Regions from separate parts of the Mus musculus genome. Here regions 2 and 3 are each linked to region 1. A link is a contact called in public Hi-C data. All regions are on one chromosome and are shown on one strand. Each heading gives the region's core, a stretch centred on a gene start, on an enhancer-like site or on the middle of the called end of the contact. The rest is flanking DNA. Distances are from core to core; before and after follow the strand shown. Region 1 holds the start of Clcn6 (chloride channel, voltage-sensitive 6). Region 2 holds the start of Camta1 (calmodulin binding transcription activator 1). Region 3 holds the start of Vamp3 (vesicle-associated membrane protein 3).

What was found. A called contact is a pair of places that touch in the nucleus more often than the background predicts.
Region 2: a contact with region 1 is called in a Hi-C map of CD8 T cells, with 6 times the contacts expected there. The contact joins the promoter of Camta1 here to the promoter of Clcn6 in region 1. A contact is called at or near these places in 3 of 484 Hi-C or Micro-C datasets (CD4 T cells, CD8 T cells and neutrophils).
Region 3: a Hi-C map of B cells shows a contact between it and region 1, with 6 read pairs. The contact joins the promoter of Vamp3 here to the promoter of Clcn6 in region 1. A contact is called at or near these places in 2 of 39 promoter capture datasets (liver and pre-B cells), 4 of 484 Hi-C or Micro-C datasets (B cells, CD4 T cells and erythroblasts) and 1 of 9 other capture datasets (liver).

What each region holds. Positions count from the first base shown.
Region 1 is chr4:148,037,515-148,040,157 of GRCm38.p6, reverse strand. Clcn6 (chloride channel, voltage-sensitive 6) reads left to right here and starts at 1,345. Exons shown (of 23, transcript NM_011929.3): 1 at 1,345-1,477; 2 at 2,185-2,244. The coding sequence starts at 1,391. It overlaps Mthfr (methylenetetrahydrofolate reductase), which reads right to left and starts at 1,081. Exons shown (of 12, transcript NM_010840.3): 1 at 1,026-1,081. RefSeq lists promoters at 1-740, 993-1,182, 993-1,631.
Region 2 is chr4:151,860,464-151,863,106 of GRCm38.p6, reverse strand. It overlaps Camta1 (calmodulin binding transcription activator 1), which reads left to right and starts at 1,339. Exons shown (of 24, transcript NM_001081557.3): 1 at 1,339-1,482. The coding sequence starts at 1,438. All of the region lies in intron 2 of Gm42357 (a long non-coding RNA gene), which reads right to left. It overlaps 9230110K08Rik (a long non-coding RNA gene), which reads right to left and starts at 1,363. Exons shown (of 2, transcript XR_390981.3): 1 at 250-1,363.
Region 3 is chr4:151,056,607-151,059,249 of GRCm38.p6, reverse strand. Vamp3 (vesicle-associated membrane protein 3) reads left to right here and starts at 1,297. Exons shown (of 5, transcript NM_009498.4): 1 at 1,297-1,376. The coding sequence starts at 1,375. Gm38529 reads right to left here. Exons shown (of 2, transcript XM_017320565.2): 2 at 194-2,643. The coding sequence starts at 1,809. The coding sequence ends at 1,240.

The sequences.
Region 1 (2,643 bases), core at 96-2,595:
CACTTTGTAGACCAGGCTGGCCTCAAACTCAGAAATCCGCCTGCCTCTGCCTCCTGAGTGTTGGGATTAAAGGCGTGCGCCATCACACCCGGCTCGGTTTAAGCATTTCTAACAGTTCCCACCCCCTATCCATTATTAGTTGAGCTCCCAAATCACACAAGGATGAGCCTGTGAACCGACAAATTTGTTTACCCTTCTACTGTCCAGTCCCCTGCCTGTGACTGGACCAGAAAGACCAGTCTCAGGCGTGGCATCGCCAGTGCCTGGCAGAGTAGTAAAACAGGCAGTACTCACTGGGCTCAAAACTGCCAAGACCTCCACACCAATCTCAAAATGCCTCGCTGCCACCTACTGATCATTTAAATAAGACTGACAAACACTGAGCCCACCACTCCCGGAAGAGTTGTGATAGATGCATGTGAACTGCAGGATGCTATGGACACCTGGGCGTTGAAACTAATGGTCGGTCCACTCTTCCTTTCCAGATGCTGTCAGGGAGATGGGTTTAAGAGACTATGGCAACCAGGCATGACAACGCACATATTTAATCTCAGCTCGCAGGAGGCAATGGATCTCGGAGTTCGAGGCCTGATCTACAGAGAGTTTCAGAACAGCTAGGGCTACACAGAGAATCTGTCGCGAAAACCAAACCAAACCAAACAAAATCCCAGAGAGCGAGCGAGAGAGCTAGACAGACAGACACTATGGCAGGCAGCCACCATGGCCTGAGGGATGGTAATCGGGTCACCTGGTCAATGGGTCACAGGCCGTGGCGGGGATGCGGGTCCCAGAAGGCTGCAGGGTCTGGATCACTGCCCCAGATCCAGGATTCCTTTAACTTTGAGATACCTTCCTGCAGGTAGTGGGGCTGGGGTGACAGCCTCCATGAGTATTCATAGGCCCTAAGGAGCCTTCACGTGCAAAGGGCCGGCCAGCACCTAACCGCCTGCCCACAGGTCTAGCTTGCGGTGGTGTGTTCCCGACTCTGCGAATCTATCCGCAGCGTCCCAAGCCTTTTGCGTTACCTCTTGCGTCAGATCGGTGGCGGCGAGGGTGCCACCTCCCTAGGGCTGGCGAAGAAGGCGGGGCGGAGCTGTCGGTTGCTAAGGGAAACAGGACGAGCGGCAGGCGGAAGCCACATCTACGAGACGAGACGACGGCCGGAAGTCCCGCCCCAACATGGCCGCGCCCAGAGGTCTCAGGGGAAGCCAGCCAAGTACTGCGTCATGTGACGCGAGCCCTCGCCCCACCCGTCTGCAGCCACTCCCTGTCTCCGGACCCAGAGCTCGAGAGGGCCACGTGACCCTCCCGGGGCCAGTCACGTGAGGCGCGGATCCTGGGTGGGAGGGGGGTTGGCCTAGGTGGTCCGGAGCGGCAGCAAAGGAGGAAGATGGCGGGGTGCAGGGGGTCCGTGTGCTGCTGCTGCCGGTGGTGTTGCTGCTGCGGTGAACGGGAGAGCCGCACCCCCGAGGAGCTGGTGAGCGGCTGCCTGGCTGGGGAAGGGGTGGCTACGGAGGGATGACAGGATGACAAGAGGCGTTGCCGGGGGTGGGGCCGCGCCGGACCGCGCCTGCAGGTGGCAGCGGGTGGGGCCCGGAGACCGCTGCCTGGGCTCGGGAAGCATCCAGCTTACCTCCGCGTGCCCCAGCCAGAGTTCTGTTCTATAACCTCTCTCTGGACTCCGAGGGAGGGCCTCGGCCAGCTTGAATTAATGCCGTCCATATTCTCTTTGAGTTTTGAACGAAGCAAGCATTGTAGAATGAGCCCTTGCGCGGGACGTGACGCCCATGCCGTTGGTGTAGTTTCTCTGGCCTGTTCTTATTCTCTACCCTTCACTCTTTCTGGGTCACTGGTGATCCAGCTTCCCCGTGCAAAGCAAGCTGGGAAAACTTGAGTTGTGTTCTCAGAATTGATTCATTCCCCCCGATTCCGTAGTCAGTCTATTGTCAAATGAAACACGAATTTTCTCCTCCAACGAAGCTGCCATCAGACATCTTTCAGGTGTCCTGAAGGTGAGCATTACGATTTAAAGAATTCGCCGATCAATAGAAATGTAGAGCTCATGGTTTTGAAACATTGTTCCTCTTTGAAGATGGCTCTAGCTAATTTCGATTTTAATAATACTACCCTCCTTGTACCCTTAACCCATTAAAAGATCTCCATTCTGTGAATCTGTTTTTCTAGACCATCCTTGGGGAGACACAGGAAGAAGAGGATGAGATTCTTCCAAGGAAAGACTATGAGGTGAGGTGTTCCAGATGCTGTCCTGGGTAACTGGTGTAGTGAGAGGACTGAGTGCTTCAGGCCTCCAACCAGAGATGCTCTTTGACCCTCTGCCTCAGGGAATGGGGGAGATGACTGCCTAGCAAGTCCTTAACCTGGTCCCACAGTCTGGTGGTGATGCATTCCAGTTCTGCCTGGATATAGAGCGTGTTTGCCATTAAACCTTCCAGGGACCCAGGGTCGAAGCTCTTCCCTGTGAGTGCTCAAAACAGTCTCTCTCGTGAGCTGTGAGGAGACCTTGCCTCTCTCTCTTCTGCCCTATTCTGGATTATAGTTTCCAGTTTCAGATATGAAACTTTGAAGAGTGTGGGGCCACATGTTGTGGTTCCTTTTAGTTTGCCACTGGACTTGGGAGGCTGA
Region 2 (2,643 bases), core at 90-2,589, 3.8 Mb before region 1:
GTTTACAGAGAGGATCTGGAGCTCAGCTGCTTTTCATTAAAGTGCATTCTCCTTCCTTCCCTCCCGCTTCCCTTCAGTGCACCTGCAGAATCCCTGCATGGTGTTTGCCCTCCCTCTTCTCCTTCCCTTTTATTTTTCTATGTGCGGAATTCCTGCACTCTGCCCTTCCCCTCCCTCTCTCCTTCCATCCTTTCCTCTATTTTCTGGCCACGTTCAGAGCCCCTGATTTCTCTCGAGAAGGCGCAGTACTTTGCAGCTCTTCTGGCCCGGGCTTGTGTCTGCAGGGCGTGCGAATCTCTCCGGTGTGGACCTACAGGCAGGAGAGCTGCGCGGAGCTGCGGCTGGAACCCGACCGAAGCGCCGGGAGCCCGGGAGGGATTGGCTAGGCTAGCCGAGGTCGAGCGTTCCGAGCCCTAGATCCGCGGCTGCAGCCTGGGACAGGCACCTATGACTCATCGGCTCCGCCGGTCACATGGGCAACGTGACCAAAATAAAGTTTCAGTATTTTAAGCCGCTAGAAAAGGGGACAGAGGAGCGCAAGGCAGGCGGGAGCGTAGGGTGGCCGCGGGGACGCTGCGCCGGCCGAGGGGGCGGGGCTGAGGCCAGGAAGGGGCGGGATTTGGCCGAGGGGCGTGGTCTGCCGGGAGGTGCGCCCCTCCCCCGTGTCGGGCAGCGACGCCCCGACTCTCGGCTAAACGGTTCGGGAACGCTGTGAACCGGCACGCCTCGGTGCCTTACGTATCCCTCCGGCAGGGCCGCCCCCCGCCAGCGCCGCAGGCTGCGGGATCCCGGAGATCCCAGCGTGTCCTCCGAAGACACCGGGACCCCCACGCGCCAGCAGCGGCTTCCCCGGGAACGTCCTTCAGCTCCCGGAGCACGCGGGAAAAGCCCCAGCACACCAATGAGCGAGCGCCTTCCTCATGACGGTCACGCTGGGGGGCGGGGCTTCCCACAGCCGTTCCCGAGTTCCGGGAACCCCCTTTGATTGGTCTGGACGGCTTGGGAAACACTGTAGTGACGTCCAATCAAAACACCACGTCTCGGCCTCGAGGAAATATTCCGTGTCAGCCTCATCCTGATTGGGCCATCCTTTCGACCTCTGTCCACTAGGAAGCTTTGTTTAGGTCTGGAGGGCGGGTTTTCCCGGGAGTGGGTGGGGAGGGGGCGTTGATTCCAGGCCAATCACTTTAGTCGGTGCGGTGGTGATCAGCCAATGGACAGGGTGGATAGGACGCTCCTCCCGGAGAGTAGTGAGACCCCTGGTGCGGTCCGATTGGTCGCGGGAGCCGTGACTGGCAGACGCACCAACCAGTGGGCGCTGTGCGTGGGCCGCGGGGCGGGGCCAGGGCGGGTGCGCGGCGGCGGCGGGGTGGCTGGGCCGGCGGCGGCGGCGGTACGAGGCGCGCGCTCGGGGTCCCGGTCGCGAGGAGGAGGAGGATGTGGCGCGCGGAGGGGAAATGGCTGCCGAAAACAAGCCGGAAGGTGAGAGCCGGAGCGTGAGGGCCCGGGGCTGTCAGGGTGGCGGCGACACGGCGAGCCCGGGGCCGCGCCGGACATCCCGGGCATCGGCGGCGCGGGGCGCGAGCGCGGGGGCGCGGCGGGCGCGGGGAGGGCGCCGGCGGGGTGGGGGGGGCGGAGCGCGGCCGAGTCCTGAGGTGACTCGCGGGCCGGCCGAGCGGGGCGCCCCGCACCCAGCCCCGGGGGCGGCAGGCCGGGGCGGGGGGCGCGCGGGGCGGGGGCCGGGCCCAGCGAGGAGGAGGAGAAGCCGCGACGCCTCCCGCACCCGGCCCGGGGCATCCCCGCCGTGTCGGTCGGGGTGTCAGGGGGCCGCGGGGCGGAAAGTTTCCCGGGCCGCGGGGGCTCGCGGGCACCGGTGCCGGCGGCCGTAGCGGCGTCAGGGCCGGACGTTCCCCTCCACAGCCCCCCTCGGGCCGCGCGGCGCCTCCTAGCGCCGGCGTGGGGGGTGTCCCCGCGCGGGTCCCCGCCAGGGGGCCCCCCTCGTGCCGAGCGCCCCTCGGCCGAGGCCCCGGGCGACCCCTCCCCCAGCAGGGCCGGGGTCCTCGCGCGGCCTCCCCGCCCCTCACAGCATGCTCTTCCACACTTGCCCTTGCACCCTCACTACCGGGAGGGTGGGGTCTCCACACTGCCATGCCCTTTACCTTCCGTGACCCCGATCCTCTCCGAGCACTGAGGGTTCCGTGTCAGCCTGTCCCCTTTTTGAGGGGACTCTCGTGGGGCCGCGGAGCCTCTGCACGCTGGGTTAATCTTTTTTTTTTTTTTTGGCCAGGACAAGGGGACTCGGGGCTACCCATGTTCTTCCTTCTTAGCTCACCCAGTGGCTTGTGGGGCCCTGTGCAGCTCTGAAGTCATTTCTAAATAGGCAGGCAGACACTTCTTCCAGATCTGTACTCTTTCCGTACACTTTCCTGGGTTAGGGTGAGCTCATTTCCTGAACACCCTTCGAGTTGCCCTCTTTCTTGTTGGGAAAACCGGACGCTCCAATGCTCCTCTCCCTAGCTGTCTGCCTCTCTCCTTGGAGTTCCCTGTCTGGGCCAGGGTGGGCGCCCCAGTAAGATGTAGGGCAGGCAGGACTTCCGATGTGCCTACCACTTGAGTGTAAGGGACCTCAGTACTTGTTTCTTG
Region 3 (2,643 bases), core at 48-2,547, 3.0 Mb before region 1:
CTTAAGCTTAAGGGTGACATTGAACCTCTTAACCTTTTACCTAAAAGCTTTCGTTGCGATTATGGGTGTGCTAACAGCCTGGGTCTACGTGGTTCTGGGGATCAAACCCAGGGCTGCATATTAGACAAGCACTCTGCCAACTAAGTACACTCTTTAGCTCTACTAGGTAGTTGGCTGGGTTGTGTGTGTGTGGTTTTTGTGTGTGTTTTTTTTTTTTTTAAGACCCTTTCCAGCTTACCTCACAAGGCCTCCCTGCTAGGTATTCTTCGTCACTGTTCCAGTCCTCTTGGCTGTAGAGTTCTGTTATCTCTCTGGTAGGACTTCACTTCTGATCTACCTCAGAACTAGTGCCAGTTTCACACTCTGAACCTCCCACCAGGAGCCCACTGCATTTTCTGTTCACTGTTTAAGCCCGGCCCCACACTCTCCATTTCCTCCTATCCAGAATGGTTTTTATAACTACTACTCAACCTAGTACCCACTGGTGTGGCGCTCTTTAATTGCAACACACACCTTTGGGAGTTACCATGCTGAAGTGGAAAAATACCTTAGTGTATTTCATTGAGTGAATCCACCAACGGAGTTTATTTAGTCTGTTTTAGACCTTGTTGGGATTCTTTTCCACATAACTACTCACCCCCGTTGAACAAAAATTGAGTGTCGTCTCCGCAAGGGCCAGGGAATTACAGAAATGAAGAACCTTACAGTTCTCTAAGCCAAGGCTCCCTTTAGGGATTTAATATCCGTGCAATGGCAAATATTTGTCATGTGAGAACCTGAGAGGAGACTTCTCCCAAATCCTGTGGCCAAGACTCCACATGGACTTCCTACTGCCTCTTTCTCAGAAAAGAACTTTGTCTCCTCAGGACCACTAGATTATTCTGGAACGTTAGGCACGTCCGCTGTTTCTAACATGAGAGACAAGGTATGCGGGCTCACAGTAATGTAAAACGTACCCATTCTCACTCTAAACTGCCTTTCCAGGGCTAGAGACAGGGCAGCAGAGACACTGCAGGGAGCTGCTGTGATTCCTTGGCGGCGAAGAGCCCAGCCCAAAGGCGCAGGCGCCGCGCTCTAGCCCCGCCCACTTGTCCACCGAGAACGCCCGCCCACTCGTCAGCGCCGGCGCTACTTCAGCGCAAGCTCTGGCCCCTCCCACTCCGCTCTGCTCCGAGGTGACAGCCCGCGCTGCGCCCGGCTCGATTCCTATCCCGCCCATTTCCGGCGCGCCCCTGGCGACTAAGAGCGCGTCGCGGGTTCCGGTCCGGCCACCGCTCGTGACGTCACCACGGCCCCGCCCATCTCCTCAGCCTCGGTTGCCTGCAGCGCGAGTCCGTCGACCCTCGGCCATTCGCCGCCGCCACCGCCGCCAAAATGTGAGTGACGCGCTGCGCTGAGAGGCGAGGCGGGCTCCGGGGATGGTGGCCCACTCCTGCGACCCGCTTCAGGCGCGGTGGCCGCTGCTTGACACTCGGACTCGAGTGGAGGCCTCGCAGGCCTACGCGCGGAGTCCCGGGGCCTGAGGTGGGCAGCGGCCCCGCGGTGCACCCTGTCCCCGGACGCTGCGGGACGAGTCGTGGCGCCGCGACGTCCCCGAGTGCCCCGCGGACGGCGGGCAGACGCGGAAGGACGGGGGTGGGGACACCGCCTGACCGAGGAAGCGGCCGCCACACCCCGCGGCTCCTTCCTCGCGAGGGGCGGGAGCGAGCGTGAACGCTCACTCTGTGCGCGGGGTGCGCCCGGCAGGAGCGGGAGACCTGAGGTGGCCGGGAGCCCGTCGTAGGCCAGCGTTTGGCGCTCCCGACGCATCTGGGCAATGGGTTTCTCTTCCGTTTTAAGCCAGCACACTCTGGTTTTAAAATTGGTTTCTAATTGCAACCTTCAGCCAGAATTGTTGTCACCACTTAAGATGTACCTGGTCAGACTGCTGAGCAAATGGCAGTGTCCGGTCCACACTCAAGAGGATTAAATTGGTTCAGTTCAGCCAGCCGCATGTTCAGCCTAAGTTTTAATAAGATGGGAAGGATCGTAGTATCCTCTTTAGTGATATTAGACTTTAAAGAGAGAAAAAATAAATAACATGGATAGTGCTTCCAGAGCACGGTCCTTACCTGTTTAATTTTCGGACCCTGAGTTATGTGAGACAGCCATCAGTGATGTGTCCTTGGTGGTAGACACAGTGCAAACTTTAAAAAGTGCTGTGAGTCAACCCTAGAGTGACAGTTGTGTAGGAAGGCAAAAATTGGAAGCTGTTTTAGATACAAGAGTTTAATGGAGGCAATAAGGACTTAAAAACCAGAGTACTTGTGAAAAGTGGGGATGAGTGAAAATCCAGACTCACTGAACCTATGAGAGATGAATGACTTTCCAACAGAGACAGTTGCTTCAGCCTCCTTCCCGTTCATACAGACCCCCTCCATGCACTTTGAACCTATTTCTTCATATTGTCTGTTCTGTGATTGTTCCTAATTATCAGCCACAACAAAAAGATCAGGAGTCTACTTTAAACATCTGTGTGTCTTAAAGCAAGTTTAAAAAAAAAAAAAACCCACACTTTATTGACATAGAACAGATCTTGTTAAATATTTGTTTCAGACTTTTATCACTATCAAGTGATACAGTCTTAAGAATTATTGAGGGGTT